Linked DNA regions of Mus musculus: all the other regions are linked to region 4. Evidence: chromatin contacts called from public Hi-C and promoter capture Hi-C data. All regions are on one chromosome and are shown on one strand. The core of a region is the stretch at or near the end of the contact, and the rest is flanking DNA. Distances in the headings are between cores, read along the strand shown.

Region 1 (5,146 bases), core at 661-3,160, 530 kb before region 4:
GTGTATTTGCATTTGAATCCTTGCTGTTTTTAAAATACCTTCCACGTAGGGTGGACAAATGAGAGTTAATAAGTATGTGGATGATAGACGACTAATTAAATAAACGAATCCTACTCTTTTCACTGAATGGTACAAAGTACATTTTAAGTACCTTTCAAAATAGCAATTCCAATGATGTGATATTTTCTTGGCTTTTAAAACTTTGAAGCTACAATGTACTTTTATTCACCTTTATTTTAATTTTTGAATGCTTATTATTATTTGATGTGTATATGTGTGTCTTCTTCTCCTTGCCCCTCTCCATGCAGAAGCGCCTGTGGACAGGTGCCCACAGAGGCCAGAGGAGGGCACAGGAGTTACAGGTAGATTGCTGTGAGACCAGTCCCTTGAGTGCAGGGAAACAGTCATCTTTAAGAGCAACAAGCAATCAGCCAACCAGCCAGCTCTCCAGCAACACAGCCTAATTTCAGTTTTGTTCTTGAATGCAAGAACACATGTAACTGTTTTGGCAGATTTGTCTAAAGGACAGTGATAAAAATCTAGTGCTATATTACTGAGTCATATTGTGAGGAAATTATGAATGATTCAAGAACTAAAATACTTCATTTTTGCATACTTGCTTTTCTTCCTTTGATAACATACATTAATCATCCATCCAACTTATTAAATTATCAAGCTGACCCCAAAACAATGGATAGATAGGAATACTTACTCTGGTTGGCAAGGAGTTTTTCCAGAGACTGAGACCACTGCATTACTTCTTCAGCAGAAAGTCTACAGTTAACAAAAATAATCTAAATTAATAAACTAGTTTTGGAAATCCCACTTGATTTAATAATGGCTACTACATATTGATAACTAAAATTTTTTGTTATGACTTCTATTATTACTTTTATGAATAAAGTTCCTTTTAATCACCATAGTTATGAAAAAAATCTGTCAAGACAGTTAAAATCTAAGTGGATAAATTAGAAAAACACAAATAGAAAACTGATGTGGACATATTAATAATTAATGTTCATTGGCTCTAATATGGGCTAATCTTGTTTGGCTTGTTACCTAAAAGAAATTAACTCCATTGCATGCAGTATTTTTATATGCCTTTTTAAAGTCCAAGGCTTCACTCAAGTCCCCTGCCCATCCCCCTGTCTCAACCTCCAAGTACTGGAATTACAAGAGTAAGCTGGCATGCCTAGACACATGAAGTATCAGTATCATTTGAAGACAACAGTTAGCTTCTAGGATGCTTAGACACTTAGAATATTTCAATATATTCAGTACATACATGTCTTTGGACTTGGCCGATTTCATCCCAGATTCCAGATGTGGGATCATCGATCTCAGGTATGTTTTCACGTCCATTCCACTACAAAAGACACCAAAAATTCATAATTCTCTACAAGAGTTCCCCTTATCTATGAAAAGAACATGAAGCAAACATATCTGAGGAGGAAGGTAATAATAAGACTAGCTAACACAATATTTTAGTATGTTAAAATAGAACTCATTTTTATGAACAACGTCTAGAAAGATTTCCCCAGACTTTCTGGTAACATGATTTATTTTCCAATAAAACTGACTCTCACTTATAAGTCACAGGAGGTAATTGCTCCGCTCTCCATAAACCAAATGCCAGCACTCACGTCCACTTATTCCTACTCCTTTGGCCATAAAAGATAATCAAAGAGACACACTGAAGGAACTTACAAAGTCTTTGGCCTTTTTTTCTGCTTTTTGTCGTCTAGAAGAGAATGGCTGTGTTCTTTCGAATCCTTTGGGCTAGCAGAAAAGAACATTCCTGGCATTTTGTTCAACCTTGGCATGGAGATGGCTGCCGCTCTCATGGTCTTCTCAAAACGAGTGAGTGTCTGTTAGTCTACGACTGCTGCTTTATATAGCGTAAGGCAGACAGGGCACTTGCTGTTCAGGGAGTCTGTTTATCAAGTGATGTTACCACAGGCACGGAAGTTCCTCCTTTCTTGGTGTGTCGTGACGTGTATCTTGAAGAAAAAAAAGTGTACAGGGATGTCTTGTGGTTGAAACTCAACTGAATGAGAGCAGGTCATTTGATTAGGAAGGCAGGAACAAAATTATGCACACACATGCACAAACACACACACACACACACACACACACACACACACACACACAGACACACACAGATATATAGAAGGGGGCCATACACATCTCTGGAGGAAAGGAAGTATCAGCCTTTAGTTTGAGTTAAAACTTTCTTTTTTTTTTCCCTTGAAAACTATATGTTCTGGTCAATGTTACATTTGCTATATTTTCTGTATCACGCAGAAATTCAACAGTAGAGTCCTATCCCTCCCTTCACCTTGATGCTTGGGGTAGTTCTGGAGTATAAAATCATCTGATCACAATGTTTTTTCTCCTTTCTTAAAAATTAAAAGTAGATTTCCTTGTCATATAGTATACTCTGATTACAGCCCCCCCCCTTTAGTTTCTTCTGGCTTCTTCACAATATTTTAAGAGTTCTTCACCACTGCCACCCATATGAAGCAGTATAAGATTAATGTTTTTTTTATACTGACTACTCTGTATCTATCTGGTAAGATGGAGACCTATGGGAGGCTGTCTACACCACTGTGGTGTCTGGAATCTTGCCCATCATTTCCATCACAAGGAACATTCTTGTTAGAATTTTCCAAGGTGTGTACAAAATATTCTACCAGTGACACATAAGATGACCTTAAGGAGCATTCTGTTTTTTAATGCTACTTCTATAATTAGACTATAAGTGATGTGTCACTGTAATTGTGTTCAATAATTAAGATGGCATGGTAAAATTAAAGAAAACCTATGAATAAAAGTGTACCTAACATACAGACCTTACATAATGATAAAGATACCAATCTTTAAAAATAAAGTATCTGAGGGAAAATTCAAAGTAAACTCAGAATTTGTTTGAATAAGTCAATCATTTGTACTAGTTAGGATATAATAATTGAATTTTTTGAAATATCTCCAGAGAGGAAAAATCTAGCTTTAATTGAGATGATTACATTACAAAAATCATTACTCATTGATAAAAATCATGTATCAGAGCAGAGATATTAATGCAATATAACATCTTACAGAGTTTATACAAGATGCATACTATGGCACTTTATAGGATGGCCAACTTTACTTTGGGCAGATTGAATTTTGCCTCTCAATAGAGGGTAGCCTTTATCATAGAAACTTTTGGTGGAATTAGGTAAATTTGACTTAAAAAAAAGAGAGGCATATTAATTTTTCTTTGTCCTTTTTAAAAAATCAGTATGATACACAAAGTCTGTAGTAAACATTTATAGTATTACAACATTCACTATGGTTACGAATGGCTATTTCATACATTGCTATCATCTGATGTTTACCAGATAACATGATTCATTTAAGAAAGAGAAGTAGTGAGATGAGCTGGCCACTTTGAAAGTGACCCAAACAAAACCGATGGGCTGTGACAGTTGACGTAAAGATGTGTGTTTGTTTACTTCCTGTGGTCCAGCTCAGACTTACTTTCCTGTTAAAATCTTTCACCGTTTCTCATGTTTGTTTATTGATAAACTTCCACTCCTGTGGATAATGTGTGTAAGTTAAATGCTTGAGAAACACAATTTAAAGGTTATTTTAATGAACCATGGTTACCTGTTATCAATACACCCTGGCAATTTCCAAAAACTGTGCAAGAACTATTCCTTTGGATGTTACAAGCATCAGAAGAGTCAGTAGAAGCAGCAGAGTATATAGCACCAGATATGTTTGGAATATGTGAGATTTTTAGTATTTTGCAGAACCATAGCCTTTTTTTTTTTAAAGATAAGAAACATGGGTTTTTATTTGGTTAATTTTTACTAAAATAATATAAAATTAACAGGTCTCATTATGTCATTCCACACATACATTGTTCCCACTGCTTCTGCTTCCTTTCTTGCATCACATGCTTTCTCCCAAGAACCTTGCTTCTGCTCTTACATCAAGTGCATTCTATTGCTTTTTCTCCCGCCACTTTGAGATCTCATTTAGGCTTTCTTCTCTACCTTCCTGACCCTTCCTCCCCTAACCCTGCCCCCATCCAGCCCTGCTCCACCTCAGCATGTGAAAGAAAACATCCATTCTTTGTCTTTCTGAGTTGATACATTTTTATTTACCTATGTTTTTCTGGCCATTTTTCTTTCACACTCCATGTTTTGTTTTCTTTATGTCTCATTAAAGTTCCTTGTGTGTGTGTGTGATGTTTTATTCACCTGTTTTTCTTCACCTCGATTGCTTCCATTTCTTAGCTATTTTGAATAGTGTGTCAATAAATGTATATGCAAGTCTTTCTGTGGTGTGCTAACTTAAAATCCTTTGGGTATATGGCTAGGAATGAGACAGATCTGCCTTATGGTAGGTTTATTTTATCTTATTTTATTTATTTTAACTTCCAATAATGAGTGCACCCGTTTATTCTCTCATCAACAACAAGAAGTTGTCTTTCCCCCACATCCTCTCTAGTAATTTTTTTTTATCATACTGTTTCTTGATAATAGCTAAATTGACTGTGGTAAGATGAATCTCAAAGTAATTTTAATTCACATTTTTTTCATGGCACAGGAAGTTGTGCAAAATAGTTTTTTTATTAAAAAGTGCCCTCTTAACACCAGGTGAAGAAGCTGTGTTCCAAGAAAAAAAATTATCTCTTATGTATTAAGGAACTGCTATAACACTTTAAGCATATTGTTACTACAGTAGAATTATTTATAATTATATTGGCTTTCTTAAGCTCAGATTAAAAAAAAAGTTCCTAAAAGGGGAGGGGGCTGGTGTTCTTCTCAAGTTCCTGAGTCAAAACTGCTAGGTGAAACCACTCTTTTAAAGGCCCCTAAACAGCCTATATAACATCTATCCCTGTCAAAGCCAGGCAGACTTGGGTCAGGTGTATCAGAAATGACTGAAGCATGCAGTCAGGGCCTGGAGGTTCTCTGTCACCGTCAGGCCTTTCTAAAATTCATCCAAAATAGAAAACCTCCACATAACTTCACTGAATCAATCAGTGAGTTTGATATAGAGATTTCCGTCAAATCAAAGAGCCTTAGCTCTCTGAAACTATCTTATGGTAACCGTTTTCTCTGTGAAATTGTCCTTAAATAACCAATAGGCC
Region 2 (4,738 bases), core at 908-3,407, 770 kb before region 4:
TTAAATGTTAGGACAGCTGGGATGAGAGGCGCACAGGGCTCTTCTCACTTGTGCTTGAATGTGGTGTATTCAAGTCTCAGGTTTCAACAGTGTTGAAGGTGATCTGAGGCGCCTGTCTTCTTACCTCTTTGGGAGCTTCCTTCTCTATGAAGTCGGTATAGATTTTCCTTGCTTTTGAGGACAGTTTTTGGGGTGATTTGGTTTTTTTGAAGTCTTCACAAGCCAACCAGAATTCAATGTTTTCTTCACAGAACTCGGACTTTAAAAACGCCCTGAATGCAGCCAGCCCATCTGGAAGCACAGGAAAAGCAGCATGAATGGAACGACCGAATTATACACAGTTCTTCTGCACAAAATGATCAGTTTCCTAGACTTCATTCAAGCCTGTCATTCTCTAGGTCTGGCTCTTTAAGCACTAAGATGCCAGTAGGCAAAAATGCTTAAGTTTGTAGTCTGCAACAAAAGTATACTTAACTTCACTGGCACTGCAAGACCAGTGTTTATAGGCCATAAGTTCACTAGGAACTAGGGCTTTTGAAAATATTCTATGCAATGGAAAAGCTGACTCAACCACAGCCTGAGTAACTGGCATTTTAATTTTTAGGCTAACTTTTCTTCCCCACCTGAGGTGAATACCTCTTGCTTCCCCATGATTAAACCCAGTGATATAAGGGAAAGAAAAAGAGGCTTTGAACTGTCAGTGGTGGTAATGTCTAATGCACTTCTTGCAATCATTTCTAGGCTTTTAAAGATACTGGTGAGAGATCACATTCAAGAGGTGAACTTACATTTACTGGCCAGCAGTTCATCAAATGCTTCTGCCCAGAGCTGCGCTTCCTCAGGAGAAGGCCTGCAAGAGAAGTTCCGCAAATGAGCTCCCCAACACACATCAGTTCCCCTTCCCCTTTTGCTTGGCTTGGTTAGATATTCATCTCTGTAACTACAGGATCCGAAACTTACTTGATAAAAGTTTGCTGTTTGCTTTTCTTGCCAGTTTTGGGCTTCCCAGGAGCAGAGGAATTCTGCAAGAAGTAGCTCAAACGGGTCTTCCAATCCTTTAAGCTGGAAAAAAAAAGAGAGAAAAAAAAAATACTTCAAGTGGCAATTCTTGAACGGTCAAACTATCATCAGCTGCAGTAGCTACAAACAAAGCAGATGAGTCTCTCCCTCTTAGCTTTTAAACCCAGCACCTCAGAACACAGTTTTATCCATTCATCCGACTATAATGAGCTTTACAAGCAGGATAGGACTACATAACAGCCAGGGTATTTTAAATTTTCACCAGTTATTTCTGACCTAATAAACAGGTAGTGGATTTTCTGCATGGTTAAACTACAGCTTGCTGTCATTTTTCAATTGAGAACAGCAGTCTTGACCCAGCTGATGTTTCTTCCCTTTCTGCACTGGGGGTAGGAGGGTCTGCACTATGCCAGAGACAATGCATAGGTGTGTGTGTGTGTGTGTGTGTGTGTGTGTGTGTGTGTGTGTGTGTGTGATGGATTCCCTAGCTCCCCTCTGCGACCGCCCACAGTGCTTCTCCGCAGCAGATACTGCAGAGCAAATTACTCATTCCATAGTCGTGACTGGGTGAGCCCTACTTTATGATTTAAAAATGGATCTCATACATTGCGAATCAACTCAAACATCTCCACCCAGCAGCTATGCAAGCAGCTCAGAACTAACAATGCAACGTCCAGACGCCGGTGGACGTTATTCAGCTACAGGATTCTGATGCCACATTAAATGCAGAACAAAAAGCCAACCAGCCCTTCTCAGATCATCTACCGCCACCTTCTTCAACCATTTCCTATAGTTCCTAAACTCTCGGAGCTCACATAGAAAAAAAGCAAATACCACCATATCTAGCAAGCTAACCCCCCACCCCCCAAGCCCCCACACTTTCTCTGCAGAGGTGCAGACTAGAGAGCATTCAAAGCCGAGATCGAGGGAAGGTAGGTCCCTAGCAGCAAAGCCAGGCTGGGTATGAAGAGCTCTTCGGGAGACAGGGCATACTCACAGTGTCCGCTTCATTTTCTCCCGCTTCTCCTCGACCTTGGGGCCGTTGCCTGCACTCTTGTCCATGGGTACGCAGTCGTGCTGGACAGCCAGGAACATGGCACTTTGCATTCTCAGACTCCCGCGGCCACCGCAGCTGTTTGAGGCCGGGAGCGCGCCGCGGGCTTTTAAGGCGGGCGGCGGCATAGGGGCGGGACCTGGAGGCGTCAGCCACGCCCCAAGAGAGCGCGGATTGGCTCGCTGCAGACGGCACGAGGGCGGAGTCGCCCCGGCCTGTGGCAGTCACGGCAGCCCCCGAAGGGCCTGGAAGCGAGGGCGCTGTTGACGTAGGCGCCGCATCCTCGTGCGCACACAGGGTGGGAGGTGGCGGGCGGGGACACAGAGAGATTTGGTAGGCACTTCGGGCAGCCACGCGGTGAAGGGTCTCCGAGTTCTTGGCTTTTCCTTTACTGAAGACCGTACCTTTTACTCGTGTGCGTGTGTGTGTGTGTGTTCGCGCGCGCCCCACCTTTGTATCTATTGTTCATCCGGACACCCATAAACTGCAGCTGGGATGGGGAGAGCCCTGCTGGCTGCACTCAGCAACTCTACCTATTTTAGAGAAGGAAATCAAACAACTAGAAAAACCTGAAATATGGACTGTTGAGTAAGGTGCTGTAGCTCGCTCAGGCACCTTGGAATTCCTAAAGGGAATTCCACGCTACTCAGGGAGGAAGCGGGAGAAAGTTTCTATTAAAACCTGGTGTTTTAACCAGTTCTGCAGTTTTGATCTTTAAATGCATGGCTGCAGCAGGCTGTGGCTTTGCAGGGTCGTTCCCCAGGAGACCCGAGGGGCATCTCCTGCGGGGCACAGCAAAGATCAGAGAGATAGGTGAGAAATACAAAGGGAAACCCAGGATCTCGCAGTTCTGCTGCACACGGATCATGTGTAGTTTCAGAGCGTAAGGAATCAGGATTTCCTCATGAGTCATTCACGGTTGAACAGATTTAGGAATTACTAGATGTTCAACTGCTTAAGTTAAGGTGGCGGTGCAGTGGGGGCTAGAGCTAGATGTGAGAGCCGGTTGGTGTAAAGAATTTGTTTGGGTAAGCTTCATTTGTGAGAACCCCTGTCTCTGCTCCTGCAGGGTTTAATAAGCCCTGATTTGTAAGAACTAATACATGACTTCAACTACAAACTGATTCAGCTTCCTATGTTACCAGAATGATGCGGCGGAATACCTAAGTGGTTTTCCCATAAAGTCTGAACAGACTAACAAAAAGGTACGGCTTAGGCTCTAGTTATTCTGATTCATACTAGATCTACTAAAAGGAAAATGAAGACCCATTCTCAAACTGGGAACCAAGCAACACATTGTGACAAGCTGAGGGTAGTTTGAGTCAGAGATCAAAGTCTGCAGTCGCTAATGAAGAAGATTGGTATAGCCTTATTATAGAAGGAATATCATTTCGATTTTAGCAACAAATACTTGATAGCATGCTTATGAATCTGTAAGATGAAATTTTTAATAAGCCGAAAAGATCTGCACTGTTTCTACATTTGCTTTAATTTCTGACGATTTAATACATATTTATTAAGCTTGTGTTAATAAAATAGTGTTGCTCGTTAAAATATCTGTAATGTGCAGGCATAGTTGACTTTTTTTTAACAATACAAAACAGGACTTTTTTTTTCTTACAACCCTGGGTATTAAAATCATCAATATAGGTCAGGTGACCCTTGACACTTGTGGCTGTTAGCAGGTGTAATCAGAGCCAGTAGTTGCTAAGTCTCTGTTAGGGCAGTCACTTTCCTCCTGCCTGAGCCCTAATTTCTCATGACTAAGAGCAGCAATGTGATTTTTTCTTCTCCTTTTTTTTTTTTTTTTTTTTTGCCAGTCTCAAAAGATACTATGCAAATCTTGCATTTAAGACCCTTTGTAATGGCAACAAAGTGCATTATTTTGCACATACAAACAGAGCAATGTCAAGCTAGCTTTTCAGCATAAAAAATCTGTAAGAAGTAACTCAAAATTAATTAGGTTCTAAATGTGTAAATTCTATCAACTAGCAAGATAATGCAGTTTGTGTGTGTGTGTGTCAAGCTTATGACAAATTGATGTTTATATAATAAATGAGTAAGGACAAGAAACAAAATAGTTCATATTTAGCACCTTCAAGATCTTTAAACCTGAAAAGCTCTGCTCTTTTTATACATTAACAAAGTGAATTTACATGTGCCCTACTAACTAGTTGAAAGGTAGACCACCCTAGATGATTTTTGTATTTAATCCACTTTAATACTTTTTTTTTCTCTACAAGCCTTTTCAGACTGACAATTGGAAGTAAGTCACAAAATTATTTTTTCTCCCTGGAAATCGTGGATAAATTTACAACCACTGGTAATTTTGGGAGTTTAGGCAGTATCTACTACAGACAGACACCTTTTTTCTTGAGAAGACACCACATGGCACTGGGAGGGAATATAGTGGCAGAATGCTTGTTGAGCACGAAGGGGCCCTGGATTCTATCTCCACCAAAAATACCCCCCCCCCCCCAGGTCTTTTTCAAAACCGGCTTTCATATTTAAAGTAATAGCTTCATGTCTGGCAACTTCCCTTTAGAGTTTGTTGTTGTTACAGTTGGCTTTTAGGTAAATAGGATTGCTAAATACTAAGATGACACACAGTTTCCATTTTGTGGTGGCGGAAGCAGCAATGCAGTGGGTTGAAAAAAGACTGGC
Region 3 (4,808 bases), core at 1,280-3,779, 570 kb before region 4:
TGAACTGACCCAGCTCCTCCCTCCTTTTCTCAAGTGTCTTCTGCAGCAATGTGGCTGGACTTACATGAAGGTGTGTTTCACATTTTAACATTAACTGTGCGTGTTTAGAAGCTTCCAGAATGACCTATTATTGACTTCAATTCTTACCAGGAGTAGAACAGAGAAAATGTATGTATGAGCCTTACAATTGTGGTCCTTGTACCCAAGGTTAGTGTGGATGCTTTTGCCACCAGGTCTGGAAGGAGTTTCCATCTCTCTAGATTTACCAGAGGATGAAGGGTAAATCAGAGGTTACTACCACCGGTTTCTAATGCAACAATTATGGTCATTTAGAGTTTTGTTTTGTATTATCATTGCTTTAATGTTGAAGTATTGTGACTTACATAGTTCTACTTTTCAGTGCAGAAAACAATGACTCCTCTGCTTTGATAAATATGACTTACTCCTCTTTCTCACTTGCCAGATTCTCTCAGGCTTTCTCTTTGTTTCCAGTAAGAATGTACAGAAATAGTGGCAGGCCCTGTGGCGGTTGTAGTGGTGGCAGTGTGTGTGTGTGTGTGTGTGTGTGTGTGTGTGTGTGTGTGTGATGTCTGTGTGCTGAGTGCATATGTGTATGCATGTATGCATGAACATATGTGTGGGCATGTGTGCATGTACACGTTTATCCATGTGTGTGCATGAGCACATGTGCATATGCTTGCCTGTGTGTACACAGGTGTATATATTGTATCATACAGCTGTGGATCATTTCTGACTTCTTCCAGAGATCACGTATATGTCAAAAATACTTGCAACCTAAGGAATGGATAATAGGAGCGATACGGGTATTGGGCCTTCAGCAGTAGTTAGGATCCTACTAGTAGATCTGTTGGTGTAGCATCTAAGGCTGAGCTCTAAATTTTAAATCTTATTTCAAATTTTCCTTTGATATATTTACATATTCTCTTATTGTTTAAAATTAATTTGTTTCCTGTAGTATTTTGGTTAAGAATACTTAACCAACCTGAGGCCAACCTGAGATAAAGTTCCACTGTTGCCATTGGTTTATCATGTGACTGTGTATGAGTTGCTTAAATACAAAGATGAATTTTTTCTTACACAAATGTGATATGCAAACTGTTTTCTTTGTGAAAAGTAAAAAAAGAAAGAAAGAGATAGATGAGGCTCGGTATACCTTTACACTCCTCTTCAGCACCTGGGTTCCCAAAAAGCTACTGACTTTCTAATACTCATCTTGTGCTACCAGCTCTAGCTGGTTAAAGGACAGAAAGCTCATCTCTTCACTTTCTTGAGGTTACAGTTAACTGGACTTAGAAAAAAAGGTACCAGATGGCTTTTTTATTTGGAGTATTGTGTGTGTGTATGTATGTATATGTATATGTATATGTATATGTATATGTATATGTATATGTATATGTATATGTATATGTATATATACATGAATGTATGTATTTGTATGTGTATATGTGTGCATGCATAAAGGCTTATCATGGTCTGTGTTCAGAGGCCAGAGGACATCTTGAGGAAGTTTGCACTCTCTTCAGCTTAAGTTATCAAGCTTAGCAGGAAACATCTTGACCCTTTGTGTCATCTCCCAGTTCTATTTTGAAGTACTTAAAATTAAAAAATAGTTCATGCTGAGATCACATATTTCATGCACAGCTGCACAGTTTCTAGCAACGATTTTTCCATATTCTTTGGAGACAGGTAAGGCACTGTCTTATGTAGTATAGATCATAGGTACCACCATGTTCCTTATGCCACCAGAGAGACTTTTTCTCAACATTCTTTGTAAACCTCTTTACCTTTATAGTCTTTGCCTTTAACCTTTGTTGCTTTTCAATTTAGTACTTTTTGCTAATTTATGATTCTCTCATCATTCCCGCATTTTATCTTTAGTCTTATTAAGGCCTGTTTATCCCAGTAATACAAATTTATTAAGCTGTTCAGGGTCATATGCTTTGAAATTGCATGGTTGGAATTTGAACTTAGAAATGTCTGATTTCAGGTTGGGGACATTATATGACATTCAAATGGCTACAGTATATTGATATTTTCGCCACTCCAGCCAAACCCATATTCATCTAAATTTGAACATACTTTTCCCTCAGTTTTGTAAGCATCCGAGTGGCAGAGAGCACAAACCCCTGTGCATTGTTATCAGAGACAACAATTTACTATTTAAACTGCTGTTCATTCTTAATCCATTGATTGACTTGGAGTTAAAAACCATGTAAATGTGTTATCGTTACAGAAGTCCTCTTTGGAACCACCCCGTGTTTATTAGCTAAGTAAGTTATGTCAAGACAGCTGACTGCCTCCTTTTTATTTTTGTAGAATTAAGGGGTGAAAAGTCTATGCCCATCTCACTCTGCTGCTTTCAATACTGCCATAGTAGAAGTTCATGTTGGAATCATAAAGAATTGGACAGAAAGGATATGACAAGATTGTCACACGACTCTATATCATCATAAGGATGATGACTCTGACATGTGGAGCTGGGTGTCACTAAAAAGCAGACACTGACTAAAAATAGTTGCTGTGGTCAGTCATGTGAGACCACAAAGCGGAAGAAGTCTAATCTTGATCCACATGTGTGTTATATTTTAAAGAAATGTCCTAGTGCCCATTTATTTACAGCAACAAGTTTAGCCATTCATTAGTAACCAAGGCTGGAGGAAGTCATCTGATATTAATGACACTTTTCAAATTGAATCAATGTATTCTTGAATGACTTTATTCTTAGTTGGTCATATTTATTCATAAAATAATGGCTAAACTTTATAAACAATTTCATTATTTGTAAGTTGTATTACTTAATACATTTTCAGAATATATTGAAGAGGAAAATATACTTATTATTATGTACTATCTGATGAAATAAACTCAGAGTGGTTAAAAGATTGATCTTAGGTCACATAGCTATTGGTGGAATTCAGAGTCAATTTAATATTTTAGTCACAAAGGCTTGGGACAGTGTTCTGAAATAAAGATGGTAACCATTAGAAAACCTTATCTAGGTCTCTTTCTTTGTGGTCTGTATGTTATAGAAATGAAACAAATCTCAAAATTAATTATATGTGTTGGATTATCTCAGAAAACCGTACTTTGATAAAGCTGTTTATTGTGGAAATAAAACTTGCCCATCTTATTTTCTTCTGTATTGTGACGATAGTTACTTTCTATTAACTTGATAAACTAAAAACATAACTTTTTACATCTTCAATAAAAATAATAGCTAAAATTGTTTGTAGAAATTTGATCATTTTGAAACTGTTATTTATAATGTACACAAAAACTATAACATCATGTGTTAAAATAAGCATTATATCCAGTTGAAGGAGAAGTAAAAAATCACCCCAGACCTGCTACCATCACACAGTATTCGCCTGACTCTTTACAATCTATCTTTAGTTTATTTATTGTCCATTTTCTAAAATATATCAAAAGCAGAATAGAATGTCTGTTGAAAACATGATTGCAAGTAGAAGACCAAAAACTTTGGAGACCAAGATTTTTCTGCACTTTTTTGTCATTAAGTAAATGCATTTGATTCTGTCTTCTACCCCTCCCTTAATCTATACCTAGTTGGTTTAAATTTATGGTCTAAAATTTTATAATTTGTCATATGAAAACATTTTCAAATTTTCCTATTTTGATGTTTAGAATGTTAAGGTATCAATTCATGTTGAAGTCAAATATTTGTTGTATAACTGCAAAGTTGTTAAGAACAGAGGATGGCCTAGTTGGACATCAATGGGAGGAGAGGCCTTTGGTCCTGTGAAGGCTCTATGCCCCAGTGTGGGGGAATGCCAGGACCAGGAAGCAGGAGTGGGTAGGTTGGTGAGCAGGGGTTAGGGGGAGGGTGTTTTTCTTCGGAGGGGAAACCAGGAATGGGGATAAAATTTGAAATATAAATAAAGAAAATATCCATTAAAATATATTTTAATTGGACACACACACACACACACACACACACACACACACATATATATGTATACACACACACACACACACACACACACACACACACATATATATATATATTTAATTGGACACACACACACATATATATATATATATATATATATACATATATATATATATAAAGTTGTCACACACTTTGGGGAATAGAGAAGGGCAAAACATAATGATGTTATATATTAATGCTATAGTTTATCTCGTACATGTTATAGTAGCTATATCTGCTGTTGTGCAAAGATGAAACACTGGGAAGCCTAGACTGTTCTTGGTGAACTAGATCTTAAACTCAGACATGACGCTCCATTTGGCTTTGAATGTGAGAGGTGCAGCTACTAAAATTGAGCAACAGAAAGAGACATGAGAAGAGAGTGGAATGAATAATATGGAACCCATAGCAAGAGGCTGGGATTCTGACTGTTGTGTGGTGCAAGATACAGACTTCAAGGGGATAAAATCGGTAGGCTTGAGTCCCCATAACCTTTAGAACATGGACTTATAGCCATCTGAGAACTGAACATGGTTAGTATGTGAAACCAGGGTGTCTGACTGCTGGAAGCAAAGTGTCACACTAATCAGGTTCTGAGATAAATGCAAGTGATATTGCAGAGAGGTTGCCAACAGAACTCCACACAGCAGACAATTAAAAAAAAAAAAGAACTAGGAAGAAAATTAGTGAAGTCAGTTTTGGAGAGCTAGAATTAGGTAGGGCACCTAGGCTTAATAAAATGTAAATTAATTCAGTATAACGTTGCTAGTAATATAAAAACAGTTATTTAGTTTTAAGGTCAAAGCAGACTGCAATGTCTTATCAGTACATAGCCAAT
Region 4 (4,539 bases), core at 833-3,332:
CATTTTCTTTTAGCTGTCTATGCTTTTCCTTAGTTATCCCCGGTGACTAGAATTCAGATTACTGCCAGTTACTTATTAATATATACAAATCTGACTACTATCCGCTTTTTTACCAACACATGTATCTGTGCTTCATATTTATAAAGGAATGAAGGTTTGGGGACAGTCCCACTAACCTCTATGAGAGAGCAATTTGTCAAATGATTCAGCCCATTTCACTGCTTCTTCAGGAGAGACTCTGTGCAGAAAAGAAAATGTTTGATGATAGATGATCAAAATGTTTGCTTCTGATCAGGGTATGATGACCCTGCAGTCAGTGCTCTCCACTGAAATGGCCTAAGCGCTCCCAAATCAAACAGTGGAACCTTCATCAGTACTCTAGGATTTTCCCCATTGAACAATGAAATATTTCAGGGTTCACCAAAGTGTTAAAATTGTTTGAGTTTTTAAGTAATAAGAGAAAGAGAGAAACCAGGTTGAGAGATTATATATATATATATATATATATATATATATATATATATATATATACAAATAAGAAACCATAGACGGTATCATTCAAAGCTCTTTTAAAAAGAAGAAACTTCCTGGAATTTGTAACCACAATGTGATGTTTTTTCCTTTTTTCATCTTCTTCTTTTTTAATGCACAAAATTTAGTTAGTCTTAAGGGGGTAAGAAAATCTATTTTCTTATATGATTGGAGACATTCATAAAGAAGAGAGTGAAATACTTTTATATCTTTAACTAAACATATTAAAATTTTAAGTAGTTGTAAGCTAATATAAAAAGCTACTTTTTCAAGTTAAGGAAATGCTAAGCCAAGTTACAAAACTTTCTTTATTTGTGCATTCCTTTCGGTCATCCATAAAATATTTAAAAAAAAAAACTTTTGAGGAGAGTGATACATAACCTGTTTTTAAGATAAATTTACAATATTTAACAAAGTAGCATTTCATCAATTTATTGGCTATAAAGTATATCATTTATAATGGACAGATCTACTAATTTTAAGAGAACAATTTTCATGCTTCTGGTAATTTGACTTGAGTTATGAATGTGGTTGAGTTGTAGGACTATTCTCAGTGTTCAGGAATAAAATATTGAACAATGTTCATGTCACTATGTAATTTTCAGTAGCATATAGATTCTTATTTCTTTTTTCCTTAATCATCAATTACAGAATAAGGAAACTACCCTCCCAAGGAATTCATGCTCCCCACCTTGTTTCTTTGGCCAAGAGGGCAGATCTACTGGCTTGAGTCTCTCCATGGAAGTCAGGCCTCTGTAGGAGAAGACTTAGTCTATTCCTTTTTTCTTTCGCTCTGTAAAAGCAATAATACATTCAGGACATTTCTGATGTCCCAGAAGTCTTATTTAACCTGCTAAATAAATTTGGAATTCATAAACACCCACACACCACTCAGAAATTCATCTCCTTTACTTATGATTTAAACAGTAAATAGAGAAATTAGCATAGAGTGCACCACAGAAAATCCTTTTTACTTCAACAAGAGATAAGTATTTGAGATTCTATTTCATTAATTATTATTTTAATGCTTAGTTGTGGTTAAAATTTTTGACTTTTTTCAAAAAAAAAATGAAACTACATTAGAATAACATTTATTTTCATTTTTAAAAAACTAAAGCGCTTCCCCTGTCATTTTCAGCACTCCAATCAATATATTTTCAACAAAGTATTTAAAAAGTAAGAGCTCACAGATATTCATCAATCATGCTACTTAGATACAAAGTTGATGAAGACATCTCTAATTTTACCTGATTTTGGCCTCGATGCTTGTTTCTTCTTTCCCTGACCCATGCATTAGTTTGAAAAAAGTTTTCTCTTTTGATTCACACATATTTAATTGAGAGAAGAAAACCAGTGACATATCCATATTCTGTCCCAGTGACCAACAGATGTCAGATTTCCTTAGTCCTTCTCTCTCCCACAGATGAATGCTATTTCATAGGAAAACATCCTGAATAAAGCGCTATCCCGAATCTTTCCTCAGATTTTTCTTACAAAAAGAGAAAATAACATGAAAGAAAGTGAAGAGCTGTGTTTCTGCCTCTGCAAGTCTGAAAATGAGGAACTCAAGATTGGTCTTGTACTGAATTGTTGAAGGAAATGATACCACACATTTGCAAAACCGCTTCTGGCCTTCAAGATAAAAGCTGGTATTACCACAGCGTTACTTCCCTTTCAAGCCCGCAGAGAAAGGAGCTTCAGTAATGTGAATGGTGCTGTCATTTACCAAAGGACATAAAATGTCTTGTGGCAAAGCATTATCAAACATGAGCAGCTTAGTTTTGCTCTCCTTAAACTATAATTTCATTTAGTTTTAGTAAATTGACTTAATAAATTTCATTTGTTCACAAACTGCACTGAAGTGTTGATTAATTACATTTGCTTAATAAATTGCATAAACATTAAGACAAGAGGCCATTTATGAATGAAAGATAGAATAGAACTCACATAATTTAATATATTTAAAGCATCAGTCCATAAAGTGATCTAAAACAAATCGGAATCTTTTGGATAAGTATATGAAATGAAATGAGAAAAGGAATATGGCAAATTTTATACTGTATTCTCATATTTGCAGTTGAAAGTATTTATAGTCTTAGAATTGAGCACATCTTTCAATTTTTTGTTAAAAACATTCTTCTTAATGAAAAGCTTCAAATACTAATGATACATCGTATATTTTGTTTATATCATTATTCTAAAATAAACTGACAAACTTAACGGATTTAAAAATTGACAACTCTGAGTTTGATTTTTTTTTTTTTTACTTTTTCTTGAATCTAAAAGTCTTTGAGATATTTATCTATCTGAGGACTCATGTTTTCAGAAAAAGAAATCAAAATTCAAAGCCCTAGAGAAAGTGAAAGTCAGTAATTATCCATGTTTGATCAACAGTATATATGTAATTTTTCTAACAGCTTTTAACTTATTTTAACTTTTATAAATTATAATATATATATATAATCAAATAACACAAAGCAAAAGAAAGTGTATTTTCATTTGAATCATTGATTTAACAATATATTTAATATAGATACTAGCTTTGACTTCAGCATATTTATTACTTGATGCTACAGAACATTTTGTGTATATTTAAAAATGAAACTTCAAAATCTATGACTTTTACTTCAAATGATTTGAAAGTTATTCACTTTGCAATGCAATGTCAGCCTTTCCTTTCCTCCCAGTATCCCCTCATGCAAGTCCTCCCCCTGCTCTACCTTCCCCTTTGCTTTTGAGGGATAGCTCTTGCTCTAGACATTGGGCCAAGTTAGTTGACTCTGTCTGTATTCCTGTGGAGTCACTGACCTCTATTGGTCCCTCAGTCCTTCTCCCAACTCTTCATAAAAACTCCCTGAGCTCCATCTGATGTTTTGGTGTGAGCTCTGTGTCTCTCTCCATTGGCTGCTGGGTGGAGCCAGGAGGACAGTTGCTATATCCACTTCAGTGAAGTCTACTTGACCAAAGTAGTCCAGAGTCAAAGAGTTTCACGGAAACTTAGTATCCTGGAACCTTGGCATTCTCATAGCAAATACACTCAAAACCTGTCCCCATGTTAGTCTGGTGTATGGATCTGTGTGCTCTCTTTCAGTATTGTTTTATTATGAGTGCCTTTAAGGATTGATGTTGACATATAGCTAAGCCTTCCCAAGTGTTCCAATGTCCTTGAAAGTCCTTGAAGCTGACCCTGAGCTTGAGATTCAGTAAGAATTTACCTATTCAGTATCACTCAAATTTACTTCTAGTAGAGACAGTGAAAATAATCAGGCATTACTATTTACTTGAATAGAGCTAGAAAAGCTCAGGGCTAGTCTGCATAGTAATAACTTAGGACAATAGCGGAGTCACACCCATACACAGGAATACACAATGGCCTAGGAAATAGATGGATTGTAGTAGTATTCATGAAAGGGTTAGTAAAATGGAATTCCCCTGGTTCAGGTTTTTCACTAGGCCCAAAGGAATAGCACAATCCGGTATTTACTAAAGGACCCCTTGTGGTGGGTTTAACAATAGACTAGCATTGTATCAGAGCATTCACCTGGCTTCTATATTTAGCTGATCTTAATTAAGGGTTGTTCCTATTCTCAGTGGTAAACACGGCCTGGTTCCCGCTATATTTTTATGTATGCATTTTCTTTGTGTGTGTGTGTGTGTTAGGAACCAGTGTACCTTGATGGATGTATTCGCCTAGCTTTCTTGTTTTTCTTCTGTATTATAAGACTGGTGCTCGTTTTTGAGAAAATACATCCAGATACAGCACTCCCTTTTGTTCCTGTCTGTCACCCTTTTTGTCGCCAACTCCATGCCCACCTGTCTGAAACCCTAATTTCCCACGGATTGAGAAAGGCTGACTGAGGCTGGTCCGTGGCAGACTGTTATGCTAGATTCTTCTCTGCAAACATAACACTGTATCATTAACAGTGTCAGGGATCGGTTCTTGCCTATGGGAAGAGTCTCAATGTGGGCCAGTCATTGGTTGGCCATTCCCACAGTCTCTGCTCAGTC

What was found. Promoter capture Hi-C pulls out the DNA fragments that hold promoters and counts their contacts. A called contact is a pair of places that touch in the nucleus more often than the background predicts.
Region 1: a contact with region 4 is called in a Hi-C map of LSK cells, with 2.9 times the contacts expected there. The contact joins the promoter of Rgs1 here to the promoter of Rgs18 in region 4. A contact is called at or near these places in 1 of 484 Hi-C or Micro-C datasets (LSK cells) and 1 of 9 other capture datasets (macrophages).
Region 2: a Hi-C map of LSK cells shows a contact between it and region 4, with 6 times the contacts expected there. The contact joins the promoter of Rgs2 here to the promoter of Rgs18 in region 4. A contact is called at or near these places in 3 of 39 promoter capture datasets (the HPC-7 cell line, neutrophils and pre-B cells), 4 of 484 Hi-C or Micro-C datasets (LSK cells, erythroblasts, hematopoietic stem and progenitor cells and 1 more) and 1 of 115 datasets of contacts at active chromatin or transcription factors (the 230-238 cell line).
Region 3: a contact with region 4 is called in a promoter capture Hi-C map of the HPC-7 cell line, with 5 times the contacts expected there. The contact joins the enhancer-like site here to the promoter of Rgs18 in region 4. A contact is called at or near these places in 4 of 39 promoter capture datasets (the C10 cell line, the HPC-7 cell line, pre-B cells and 1 more), 4 of 484 Hi-C or Micro-C datasets (the HPC-7 cell line, bone marrow-derived macrophages, granulocyte-monocyte progenitors and 1 more) and 1 of 9 other capture datasets (macrophages).

The regions. Positions count from the first base shown.
Region 1 is chr1:144,247,194-144,252,339 of GRCm38.p6, forward strand. Rgs1 (regulator of G-protein signaling 1) reads right to left here and starts at 1,911. Exons shown (of 5, transcript NM_015811.2): 1 at 1,708-1,911; 2 at 1,286-1,366; 3 at 713-774. The coding sequence starts at 1,844.
Region 2 is chr1:144,001,992-144,006,729 of GRCm38.p6, forward strand. Rgs2 (regulator of G-protein signaling 2) reads right to left here and starts at 2,158. Exons shown (of 5, transcript NM_009061.4): 1 at 2,018-2,158; 2 at 961-1,062; 3 at 789-850; 4 at 125-291. The coding sequence starts at 2,127.
Region 3 is chr1:144,198,177-144,202,984 of GRCm38.p6, forward strand. Gm35415 (a long non-coding RNA gene) reads left to right here. Exons shown (of 3, transcript XR_387456.2): 2 at 1-70; 3 at 2,338-2,650. Among named protein-coding and RNA genes, the nearest start is that of Gm35415, 3.2 kb to the left of the region's middle. Within about 2 kb of position 2,530, at least 63 of the 459 cell types and tissues checked have an H3K27ac peak or open chromatin away from gene starts, as enhancers often do. A contact at or near this core is called in the HPC-7 cell line, bone marrow-derived macrophages, macrophages and 1 more, where this site is marked.
Region 4 is chr1:144,773,345-144,777,883 of GRCm38.p6, forward strand. It overlaps Rgs18 (regulator of G-protein signaling 18), which reads right to left and starts at 2,083. Exons shown (of 5, transcript NM_022881.5): 1 at 1,779-2,083; 2 at 1,223-1,324; 3 at 177-238. The coding sequence starts at 1,897.